Regions from separate parts of the Rattus norvegicus genome. Here all the other regions are linked to region 1. Evidence: chromatin contacts called from public Hi-C data. All regions are on one chromosome and are shown on one strand. The core of a region is the stretch at or near the end of the contact, and the rest is flanking DNA. Distances in the headings are between cores, read along the strand shown. Region 1 holds the start of Sox4 (SRY-box transcription factor 4). Region 2 overlaps LOC134482707 (a long non-coding RNA gene). Region 3 has its middle 280 kb from the start of Sox4.

The links. Hi-C and Micro-C count contacts between places; a contact is called where the count stands out from the background.
Region 2: a contact with region 1 is called in a Hi-C map of frontal cortex, with 2.2 times the contacts expected there. The contact joins the enhancer-like site here to the promoter of Sox4 in region 1. A contact is called at or near these places in 3 of 12 Hi-C or Micro-C datasets (frontal cortex, mammary epithelial cells and psoas muscle).
Region 3: a Hi-C map of the A7r5 cell line shows a contact between it and region 1, with 4 times the contacts expected there. The contact joins the enhancer-like site here to the promoter of Sox4 in region 1. A contact is called at or near these places in 2 of 12 Hi-C or Micro-C datasets (the A7r5 cell line and mammary epithelial cells).

The regions. Positions count from the first base shown.
Region 1 is chr17:35,874,203-35,878,261 of GRCr8, forward strand. Sox4 (SRY-box transcription factor 4) reads left to right here and starts at 2,096. Exons shown (of 1, transcript NM_001271205.1): 1 at 2,096-4,059. The coding sequence starts at 2,752.
Region 2 is chr17:36,192,739-36,196,797 of GRCr8, forward strand. The region is part of intron 5 of LOC134482707 (a long non-coding RNA gene); the gene reads left to right. Among named protein-coding and RNA genes, the nearest start is that of Rpl29l1, 270 kb to the left of the region's middle. Within about 2 kb of position 2,368, at least 11 of the 93 cell types and tissues checked have an H3K27ac peak or open chromatin away from gene starts, as enhancers often do.
Region 3 is chr17:35,594,832-35,598,890 of GRCr8, forward strand. No RefSeq gene overlaps it. Among named protein-coding and RNA genes, the nearest start is that of Sox4, 280 kb to the right of the region's middle. Within about 2 kb of position 1,885, at least 8 of the 93 cell types and tissues checked have an H3K27ac peak or open chromatin away from gene starts, as enhancers often do. A contact at or near this core is called in the A7r5 cell line, where this site is marked.

The DNA.
Region 1 (4,059 bases), core at 846-3,345:
TGTTTTTGTTTTTTTTGAGGGGGTGCATACTATTTTAGGATTTCCTCCTCTGGAAATTAAAAAAGGGCTGCCATGGGTAGCAAATGGTCAAAAAAAAAATTACTTGCTTTTACCCACAAAAACATTCTTGCCTGCGGTTGATCTTAGAGTCCCAATCAGCTGTCTCCATAGGGTATTCTTTCCAGTAAATGTCTAACTCTTCACACCCTAGGCCTCTTTCCAGCCTCCGTACTCTGAAACTATGACGAGATAAAGGGAAATATACCACCCAGCACTACTGTGCCACGAATTCAGAGCTGATTCTAAGTTGGACTCCTCTGTCGCTAGCCTGATGAAAATCAATTTATCATCATATTAGGAAAGGTCTGTTTTTACTAGAATCCCAGTGTTCAGATCTTGGGGAAAAGGGTGATTATGGAACTCAGTTATTCTATATTCTAAATACTTTCTGCCATGTGTATGCTCTTTGAGACAAGGTCTGGTACAGCCGGGGCTGTCCTGGAATTCTTTTTTTTTTTTTTTTTGGTTCTTTTTTTCGGAGCTGGGGACCGAACCCAGGGCCTTGCGCTTCCTAGGTAAGCGTTCTACCACTGAGCTAAATCCCCAGCCCCCCTGGAATTCTTAAGTATCAGTGGATGACCTTGAACTCCCGATCTTCCTGATGGCACCTCCCAAGTACTGAGGTAACAAACGGGGACCAGCCGACAGGATTTTGATTATGTTTCACCATCAGTACCCATCTTCCTTCTTAGTCTCTTGAATGTCATGCCGCTTTTACTAGAAGTGGCATTTGCATTAGGAAGGAACTCAGGTTAGAATCCACAGAGGGCTCAGGACACACATCAGTGGTTTATAATCACACACTCACCAGCCACTAACACAAGCCCATGGGGTTCCCGAAGCACAGAAGAGGTGGACAATTGAGATTTGGAAAGAAAGATCAGGGGTGGGGCTTGAGGTAGGTGCAGCAGCTCCACTCTCCTTTGCCACCCCCTTCTCTTTTCCTTAGTCTTCTAGGCCCATTTGCTTCAAGTAGCACAGGCTGCAGATAAAATGAGTAAGAAAACAAGGAGGTGGGTCAAAGGAACCCATCTATCCTTTGGAAATTGTGGAAAACAAACATTTAGAAAGTGAAGTCAATCCCATCCTGTATTCACCATGATCGCCCTATACAAAAATCATACAAAGTCTCTTATTGAGGTAATTATGGGCCACTGCCTTGGCTTTCCACAGAAAATCTTGTTTGGCCTACCCAGGATTTATAGGGGAGCTGAAATCATTAAATAACTAGTTAACCTCTGTTTGGCAAAAAGAGTAAGCAATTACTGAAAAGGGGGAAAAACTGCCTTTCACAAACAGCACAGATAGCATCCTGAAGGGATTTACACAATACACCAACGTCTGTTCTGAACATGGAGTTGTTAAAATAATTGTGATGACAGGTGTCTAGGTGCCACTTTCTTAATGGTTTTCAATATCCATTGATTTATTATTGTGGCTCCCCCCACTTACATCTCTAGCTTTAAGAAGGAGCTAAGAAAAGAGATTTTGCACCAAAGGCTGATTCTTTATTCCTGGGCTGAAAAGAACTAATAAAAATAATCACTCGGCTTTTAAGCAGAAAGCTTCCATTTACAGTATTTCACCCTTACCCCCCCTCCAAGCCCCTTGTTATCTAACATAATGGCTAGAATACATTTCCGTCTCTCCCCTTAATAACTTCATGCATTAACATCCTCTTCACACACGCGCGCGCGCGCGCACACACACACACACACACACACACACACACACACACACACAGGCACGCACGCGCGCGCGCGCGCCCAGCAAAAGGGGGGAAAAGAGGCAGCAGAAATCTCAGCTGTACTTCTAGCCCTTTTAAAAAGTTTGCTCTGTAAATTGGAATGAGGTCAGATTTGGAGCTTCTCATTGCACGCGGAGATTATTATTGCATCGGGTTCCAAGCCAATGGGAAGGACGGGGGAGGGGCTTGGCACGAGGAAGCGTTAGTTACAGCGGCTGATTGGCTGTCTGCGAAAGGATAAAGAAGCGCGAGGCGGAATTGGGGTCTGCTCTAAGCTGCAGCCAGAGAAACAGAGTGAGGGAAAGAGGGCCGTCTCCCTCCCGGTTTCCAGTTCTTGCACGCTGTTTCTTAGAGAGTCTGCAGTGGGGGAACTCTGCCGGTAACCAGCTCTCCTTCTTGCAGGAGGGAGGGAGAAACATACATTTATTCATGCCGGTCTGTTGCATGCAAGCTTCTTGGCTTCCTACCTTGCAACAAAATAATTGCACCAACTCCTCAGCACCGATTCCGCCCACAGAGAGTCCCGGAGCCAGAGTCGCTTTGGCTTTGCTCTGCAGGAAAGGGACTTAGGCGCTAGAGACGATGTCGCTTTCCTGAGCTACCGCGAGCTCTCGTGAACTGCAATCGACTGCTTCAGGGGAAAGGGGTGGGGGAAAGACTTGCCCCGGAGGCGGCGAGAAACTTGCGTTTGGAAGATACTCCGGCTACCAACGTTTGGAGAAACTCCTCGCCGCGGCCGACTCCAGCCTCGGTGCCCGCAGGGAGAACTTCAGCGGTGAGGGAGGACGGAGGGCCTCGGAGACTCTAGGTTGGCGGCGGGAGGCGGCCGCCCCTGGCCCGCGCGCTGCTCAGGGGACCCTGGTCTCCGCCCCGGGGAGCCCGCAGGGCCCGGCGACCGCGCCGCGAGCGTGTGAGCGCGCGTGGGCGCCCGGCAAGCCGGGGCCATGGTACAACAGACCAACAACGCGGAGAACACGGAGGCTTTGCTGGCTGGGGAGAGCTCAGACTCGGGCGCCGGCCTGGAGCTGGGCATCGCGTCCTCCCCGACGCCCGGCTCCACGGCGTCCACGGGTGGCAAGGCGGACGACCCTAGCTGGTGCAAGACGCCCAGTGGCCACATCAAGCGGCCCATGAACGCCTTTATGGTGTGGTCGCAGATCGAGCGGCGCAAGATCATGGAGCAGTCGCCCGACATGCACAACGCCGAGATCTCCAAGCGGCTGGGCAAACGCTGGAAGCTGCTCAAGGACAGCGACAAGATCCCGTTCATCCAGGAGGCGGAGCGGCTGCGCCTCAAGCACATGGCTGACTACCCTGACTACAAGTACCGGCCGCGAAAGAAGGTGAAGTCGGGCAACACGGGCGCGGGATCGGCGGCCACAGCCAAACCTGGGGAGAAGGGCGACAAGGTCGCCGGCGGCAGCGGCCACGCGGGAAGCGGCCACGCGGGGGGTGGCGCGGGCGGCAGCTCCAAGCCCGCGCCCAAGAAGAGCTGCGGCCCCAAGGTGGCGGGCAGCTCGGTCGGCAAGCCCCACGCCAAGTTCGTCCCGGCGGGCGGCGGTAAGGCGGCTGCATCGTTCTCTCCGGAGCAGGCCGCCCTGCTGCCCCTGGGGGAGCCCGCGGCCGTCTACAAGGTGCGGACTCCCAGCGCGGCCACCCCGGCCGCCTCCTCCTCGCCGTCCAGCGCGCTGGCCACCCCCGCCAAACACCCTGCCGACAAGAAGGTGAAGCGCGTTTACCTGTTCGGAAGCCTGGGCGCTTCGGCATCCCCGGTCGGGGGCCTGGGAGCGAGCGCCGACCCCAGCGATCCACTGGGGTTATACGAAGATGGGGGCCCGGGATGCTCGCCCGATGGCCGGAGTCTGAGCGGCCGTAGCAGCGCAGCATCATCGCCCGCCGCCAGCCGATCGCCCGCTGACCACCGCGGCTACGCCAGCCTACGTGCAGCCTCGCCCGCCCCGTCCAGCGCGCCCTCGCACGCGTCCTCGTCGCTCTCCTCATCCTCCTCCTCTTCCTCGGGCTCTTCGTCGTCCGATGATGAGTTCGAAGATGACCTGCTCGACCTGAACCCCAGCTCAAACTTTGAGAGCATGTCCCTGGGCAGTTTCAGCTCCTCATCCGCGCTTGATCGGGACCTGGATTTTAACTTCGAACCCGGCTCAGGCTCCCACTTCGAGTTCCCGGACTATTGCACGCCCGAGGTGAGCGAGATGATCTCGGGAGATTGGCTGGAGTCCAGCATCTCTAACCTG
Region 2 (4,059 bases), core at 1,118-3,617, 320 kb after region 1:
CCCAAATACTTGCTACCTATCTCATCTTCACAGAAACAGAAAAACTGAAAAGTGCTCCCCCCTAAATATATATTTTTTATTTTTTTTAATATTTTTTTTATCTTTTTTAAAGATTTATTTTGGGCTGGAGAAATGGCTTAGCGGTTCAGAGCACTGGCTGCTCTTCAAAAGGTCATGAGTTTAATTCCCAGCAACCACATGGTGGGTTACAACCGTCTGTGATGGGATCTGATGCCCTCTTCTGGTGAGTGAAGGACAGTGTGGTCATATGCATAAAATAAATCTTTAAAAAATTATTTTATGTATATGAATACACTGGAGCTATTTTCAGACACACCAGAAAAGGGCATCAAATCCCAGTCAAGATGGTTGTGAGCCATTGTGTGGTTGTTGAGAATTGAACTCAGGACCTCTGGGAGAGCAGTGTGTGCTCTTAGTCTCTGAGCTGTCTCTCTAATCCTTTTTTTTTTTTTTTCTTTTCCCAAAAGACATGGTTTTACTGTAAAACCCAGGCTAGCCATGAACTCATGGCAATCCTCCTGCCTCATTTTCCCATTAATAGAATTACAGCAGTATGCCCTACTCTAGATTTTAAGATATGTTACATGACCTTTCTTTTAGAAACAAATAGTTTAGCCCACCCTGTGTGTGTGTGTGTGTGTGTGTGTGTGTGTGTGTGTGTGTGTGTACACCAAAGGTTGACACTGAGTGTCGTCCTCAATTGCTTTGGATCTTACTTTTTGATAGGGTCTTGCACAGAACTTGGTGCTCACAGATTCCTCTGCGCTGGCTGGCCAGCAGGTTCCATGGTCTCTGGTCCTCACTTCCCCAGTTCTGGGGCTAGAATTGCCATAGTGCTGCTTTTCTTCCCACGACGGGTGCTGGGGATCAAGCTCAGACCCTCACGCCTGTAGGACAAAGCACTTTATCAGCCGAGTTCCCTCTCCTTCTCTTGTCTGAGGAAGGGAATTATCAGTGTGTAATGTTTATGATACCGCCCTGTAGAGAATAGGTGTGGCAGACACACCCTCAGCCCAGTGCTGCAGTTTATGTCCGCCGGCTGGGTGCACAGCCAGGCAGCCCACATTACTGCTGAACGTTTTTGTCTCACTGGGTGCCTGGTCCCATGGAACATGAGCGCTTGCCAAATGAAGTTGAAGGTTCCATCCATGGGTCGTGAGCCCAACTTAGCATCTGTCCAATGGCACTTTGATTTGGGACTTGCCTCCAGAAATATAAGGAATCAATTTCTTTATTTGTAAAGTACCCAATCTAGGGAATCTAAGGTTTTGTTTTTGTGTTTTGTTTGTTTTGTAGCAGTAACAGACTCACACTAGTGATGTGTTTTTCTGTAGACAGGGGCGTCTGAAGCCTCTGAAGATGGTTCGTGGGTTGCAGCCCAGACAATATTGAGTGGTGGGACCCAGCCATCACAGTCTGACCTCACCCACCTCAGAGTTCTCCCCTAAGCTCTGGCTCCTTGGACACTAGAAACACTAGGCAGATAGCTTCCATTTGAAAGGTAAGGTCAGTGCAGTGTTTGTACCTCGCAGAGCAGATGTTCACCATCCCCCCTTCCCCCTTTCTCAGACTTTTTTGTTTCTGGGGCCCTGCCTTCCTTGGTGGTGTCTACCCCTTCCTGTGGCGTTTCATAGCACCCTTTCCTTCTTCCCAAGGGATTCTATAATTATTAGAGATAAAGGCAGGAAGTCTGTAATGAAGTACCAACTCTTCTGTGTGCCAGATTCTCTCTCTCTCTCTCTCTCTCTCTCTCTCTGCCTCCTTCATCCCCCTGCCCCCGCCACACAGACAGACCGACAGACAGACCGACAGACAGACAGACAGACAGACACACACACACACACACACACACACACACACACACACATCAAAGGGCAGTCCCAGGACTGTGCTGGTGAGGGCTCTTTTCCCAGGCAGCCCACATCCTGTCCCTCGGCAGCAGAGATAGACAAAGTGGGGGCTCAGCACACTTTTCAGGGATGCCGCTTTTGCCCAGGATTCCAGAATGCTGCCTGGCTGTATGGGAATGTTAGCTCACATCTGTTCATAAACAGCTCCAGGAGGCCTGGGTTAAATTACTACAGACCACTGCCAGCCCTTCCCCAGTAATCCTCTAAAGATGGCAGGTAAAGATAGACCGAAGAGGGGCTGGGCCCTGTCTAACAACCCTGTATCAAATAGCCAGATAGCTGGGGGGTTGCGTTGCTCCTGGAATACCCTAATCTTGATTGTATTGTTTTTCCTGTCCCAGAAGGGAGGGTTTACTCAGGGTGGTGGGAGGAGAGTCAGTGCAGGGGTTGCTGGCACCCTGTAAGGAAAACCCACAGATGGCTAGTTCCATTTGGAAGCCTCAGCAGAAATGGGCAGTGGACAGTCATGTCCCTGTTCCTAATCGTTCTTGCAACTGTTGGACACACACAGGCTGGCAAGTGTCCTGGAGCTGCAGGGAAGGGGCTGCTATCACCGGGGAGGAGAACTGACTTGGGGTTTGTGGAGTTCTGGAATCCTTATCTGAAGTGCAGACAGGGCAGGTGACCACAGGTGGGACAGGGGTGCGTGTGACCCCTCTCCTGTTGTGTTGGCCGCACTCAGAAATGTCCACAACAGCTCAGGGATTTATACTTCCTGTCCGGCCTCTCAGGCCTTCTGTGGATATACTTAGCAATTACAATGCTGGTTTGGGAATTTCCCTAGGAGGGGCCAGGACTTGTTTCCAAAATAACACCTTTCAAAGCAGCCAGAGCCTTTAAAAAATTAGATAATTGTGTGATATTTATAAAACGAATTACATTGTGTTAACAATGTCTGTGCAGATGGTTCCGAAGCTGCAGTAAATAACACCTTATGATTCATTAAGGGCAGCCAGAGAAAGGGCTTTCTAAAAGAGGTATTACTGTACAGCTCAATCTTAACCCCCCAAAAATGTAGGCAGTTCTCAAAGTAGATAAGTACATTTATGAGGCAGAATGAGTAGCTAGGGTGTGCCGGGGTGGGGGCTGGAGGCCCCGGGGGTTGTGTGGGGAACTTGGTTGGATTGTCCAGATTCGCTTGTTCTTTCACAAAACAAACAAGGAGTGTTTTTTAACATGCTTAGCACTGCATACCAGGCGTTAGAAAGATAATGTTGTGTCCCTCCTGCTGGTGAGGGAGACAGATGTATAAACAGATCATTGTCTTACCGTGAGTTAAGTGCCAGCAGACGGGGAGAAGAAATGTCATAATGGTATGAGGATATCAGTTTACAGTGCAATTGGGGAGGGGGCAGTATCTCCTCAGAGGATGTCACATTTGAGAAGAATGTGAGGAGAGAGAATTTCTGTAAGCAGAGGAGAAGTGGACTTCCTTTGGTTTGTCTTACTAACATTCTAGTACCCCAGGGCCTTTGCACATGTTCTTCAAGGTCTCGTGTGTGTGTGTGTGTGTGTGTGTGTGTGTGTGTGTGTGTGTGTGGTGGGCCACAGTGGGTGTCGGCTTTGACCTTCAGAAGCAGGATCTGTTCTGGTTTCTTGCAGCTGCATATGCCACATTGGCAGGCTCACACACTTGAAGGATTCTTCTACGGCTGTTCCCCAGGAGCTCCTACGTTCTCTGGGTGCTGGGTCAGAAGTCAGGCTCTCAGCCTTGTGTGTGAGCTTGCCCTCACTGAGCCAGCTTCCATCTTGTTCATACTGGCTCCCATTGTCCACCAGTGTCTCTCTCCACGCTTGCTTACCTTTGCTGCTCCTTATCCACCTGCTTGGAAAACATCTGGGTGTGTTGTTGTTGTCGTTATTGTTGTTTGTTTGTTTGTTTGTTTTTAAGCCTGGCCCCACCTGACAGAAACCAGATGCTGTGTTACTTCTTTGTCAGGAGAGCCTGACTTCTCAGGTTCAAGATCAAGTCCCCTGCCTCTCTCACCAGGTGCTTCTCCTCATAGCCATTAGCAGGGATATGCTTTCCCTATTTGCATGCTCATTTGCATAATATATATTTTTCAATAGACAGAGCCTTCCTCTCTTTGTTCAACCATTTGTTTTCCTCCTCCTAGATAAACGTTTG
Region 3 (4,059 bases), core at 635-3,134, 280 kb before region 1:
GTTTTCTATCTTTCTTTTTATTTTTGACAAGTTCTTGCTGTAACAGCTTAGAGTGACCTCGAACTCATGATTCCTCTGCCTCAGTTCCCTGGGTGCCAGCACCACAGGGTGTTTGCCGTCAAACTCAGCTTTGTATTGCTTGCTTTCCTTTGAGACAGTGACTCATTATGTACCTGCAGCCTAGAGTTTGCTATGCAGCTCAAGCTGTATGTTTTTAGTATGGATTGATTTTCAGCAGGATTGAAAAAGGTCTTTGTCATAGCCTGCACTTCAATTTTTCCCTCTGGTGAAGTTTTTGTGTTTTATTTTCTGGTGGGGGACTTGAGGTACCAGTGGTCCTGAGCCAATACCACGGGTCAGTTTCTTAGGCACACTTGCTGTACCCTGCAGGAAGGAGAGGTTCCACGATTACATCTGTACCTACAAAACTTGGGCTGCAGAGTTTCCCCTCTCATGTAAGGACACTGGGATAGCATGATTTTTTTTTCATTTCTGAATTGCCACTCTAGGCCTTTGTGTAGGGGTCTTCTTAGCCCCTATTACACAATAAATTGGGTCTTCCCCAAAATTGATATGTTGAAGTCCTAATTAACTCCCTATTTCTTTGGAAAGTGACTATGGTTGGAAAAAGACACTAAGGTGGGAGCTACCCAATAGGATTGAGGTCCTGTTATGAAGAGGAAGATGCCTCTGGGATCTATGTATGGAGGGAAGGTCATATGGGGGTCACGTGACCATCAATCAGCACAGCACTATTTCAAGCCAAGAAAAGGCCACAGGAGAAACCCACCTTGCTCAGCCTCCAGATCTCTGAGTATAAACATTTCTGCTGTTTAAATGACCTGTTCCGAGGTATCTTTTCATCACAGCCTAGCAAACAAACAGTTGTCATCACCATCCTTGTATTGTCATCATCATTCTCCTCCCCTTCCTCCTCCTAATGCAGTGCTGGGGAGTGACTCCAGTACTTAGGCATGCAAGGTAAAATTTCTACCACCGAGTCACACCCCAGTCAGCAGCTCCTTTCAGTGCCACAGGAGTTCTGTGTCCAGGATTCACCCTCTCTAGGTCAGAATGCTACATTTCTCCCCAAGACCCAGCATCCTCTTGCTGCAACTGGGTGGTCCAGAAAGCCAGAGAAAGGCCAGGGGCTGCTTCTCTTCACTCTTCTGGCTTCAATTCCCATCATTTCCAGTGTCCATGACCCTTAATTTGGCTTCAGGTTTAGTTCTTTCTAGATGTCTTATTTTTTATCATCTAACTGGTTTCTTTTGGCTAGAGGGATCCAGCCCATCTCAGACTCATATACCTGTTGCTAAAGGGTTCATGTTCCAGTTAAAAATCTGTTTAGTAATTGTCCTGCCTCTGATTTGATTGCGTATCCCTCCCATGATATATAAAGGCAGTATCACAGCAACAACAAAAACCAAAGTTTGGGTTACTTAAATGATTCCTCTGGTAACCTTGGAACTCATCCTCCAGGCAAACCCAGGAGATGTGGGATATCACAACTCAGGAGCCCTGGGAGCAGTTTTAGGACCATGAGCAGTACTCCAGCTCTACCGACCTGAGAGAGAGCGATGTGCATACTGTGGCTTGTGCTTAAAAATCCCCAATTCAATGAAGGGAATTGAAGCCAGAGGAGTGGAAAGAAGCAGCCCCTGGCTTTTCTCTGGGTTTCTGGACCACCCAGCTGCAGCAAGAGGGTGCTCGATTCTGGGGAGAGGTGTAGCACTCTGATCTAGAGAGGATGGAGAGAGGGTGAAGTCCTGGACATAGAATTCCTATAGCACTTAAAGGAATTGCTGACTGGGGTGTGGCTCAGGGTAGAATATTTGCCTACATGCCTAAGTCCTGGAGTCATTCCCAACACTGTAAGGAGTAGGAGGAAGCCAAAGAAGACAGGGCAACACTGCCTTCCAAATTAAGCTACAAGTGCTGCCCTGAGCACTGCCTTTGACCATCTTCTTTCTTTAGCTCTAAAAGTGTCTCTTGAGAACATCCATGCCCTTTATTGTAAGAGACTGATTTTCCTCTCTTCATTCCTGGCATTAAGCAGACACTCTTTCTAATTTTTGTTCTAGTAGATTCTTCTGCCAGCATCCAAAGGACTTTCTTCATTAGAAGATAATCCTGGAAGCCTATACAATGACAGAAGGAAACTGTCAGAAATGTTAACTGATCCCCTGGATACTGATCTTGGGGTGTTTGGCTTAGAAATGGATTTGAAGGTGAGTTTTTCTTGTACCCAGACCGGCTTAGTAGTGTCTGAGGAAGTCTTCTTCATGCACACACCTATTGCCTTTGACCTGACTTTAAACTCACTCGCCACTTGATGCTGTGAAATCCATGTCAATTACAATTTCTCTTGTAATTTTCCCTCTTTACTGGATACATAGAGACTGTACATTTTTGTCAGGTACAGTATGACAGTTTGATACACATATGTAGAATGTAATGATCAACTCAACATTCCTTAGGACTGGAGAGACCATTCTATTACAGGATATTTGGTCACATTGTGAACTTCTAGATTGTGTTATTTACTGAAAAAAGGCTGATTCTACTTGTGTTGTGGCTTAGCCCATAACACATACCTTTAATTCCCCTGACAAGATTATAGACATACCTGTAGTACACATGCTTAATCCCAGACTACGAAGGTAAAGTTAGTTGGTAGAAGGAAGCATCCATATTTGAAACTGATATATAATTGAATGGCAGACAAAGTGGCAACTCAGAGAAAGATATGAGAGAATAGGATATACCCAACTCTCATGAGAAGAGAGAGGAAAAGGAAGCTGTTTAAGAGAGAGACAGTACAGACAGATAAGGAGGAGAGGAGGCAGGTTTTACTGGAAAGGTTTTACAGAAATAGCTTGAAGAGAACAAGCTAGATGCAGGTGAAGACAGAAGAATCAGAGAATGAGAAGCTGGGAGAGTAGAAAATATTGCCAAAGTTAGTATGAGGCCAAACAGAGCAAATCAATAAGAAACGGAGAGAAGCCAGTTTGAATCAGTTAGCACGGAAAGGAGTTTGAGCCAAACAGCTGAGTTGAGCCAGACATCCTGAGCTCAGAAAGAACTAGAAAGGGTGAGCTTATCTGGTATTAAGTCTCAGAGGCTGAAAACATTCTAGGCCTAGATAAGATTGTATAGAGGCTAGAAGCTTCCAGACCTAGGCCTGTTAGCATGAGTCAGTATGCCTTTGAGATAAAATTTACTTTAGGCAAAAGTTACATTTACATGGCTCAGTTGGTAAAAATGCTTGCTACACAACTCAGGAACTGAGTTCAGATCTCTAGCAGCCATAGAAAAGCTGGGCACTGTAGTGTGTGTGTGTGTGTGTGTGTGTGTGTGTGTGTGTGTCCCAGTACTGGGAAAATGAAAGCGGGAGGAGCCCTAGGGTTAGTCAGCAGGTCAACTAGTCTGTCTGAGAAGATGAGCTCCAGGATCAGTAAGAGATGCTGTCTCAAAAAATAAGGTGAAAAAATGAGGAAAACATCCAACCTCAACTTTTGGTCTCTATGCATATGAACATGCATATACCACACACACACACACACACACACACACACACACACACACACACACACACTCAGTCATACACATCCAGATAGCCTTCCCCTCATCAACATTGTTTCTATCTCCTAACACACTGTTTGGAGCCTTTGAACTCTCTTACCCCTAAGCTTGGGACAAGAAAATTACATACTCTTCTTTGCATCCTCGAACTCTAAAAGGATGCTCAAATTTCCTTTTGATTCTTGCATGGGAGCCATCCATTTTTATTCCCCTCCAGCTCTTTTGGTCTTAATCCCTCACACACCTCTTGTCTTCACTCTTCACTTGCAGTCCTGCCTGAAACTCATTTTCTGCAGGGTCTCAAGAGGGTTCGGGAGATTAGCTTTTGATTCCTGTAACTGCCTCTGCTTCTTTTTTCACACTGGCTGTTGAAGGGCCGCCAGAGACATCTGTGGCTCAGCTCCTGCAATCTATTGGACCTTAACACGTGTGTTTTATGTGCTAATGTTACAGAGCTTCATTCGGCTCCAAGGC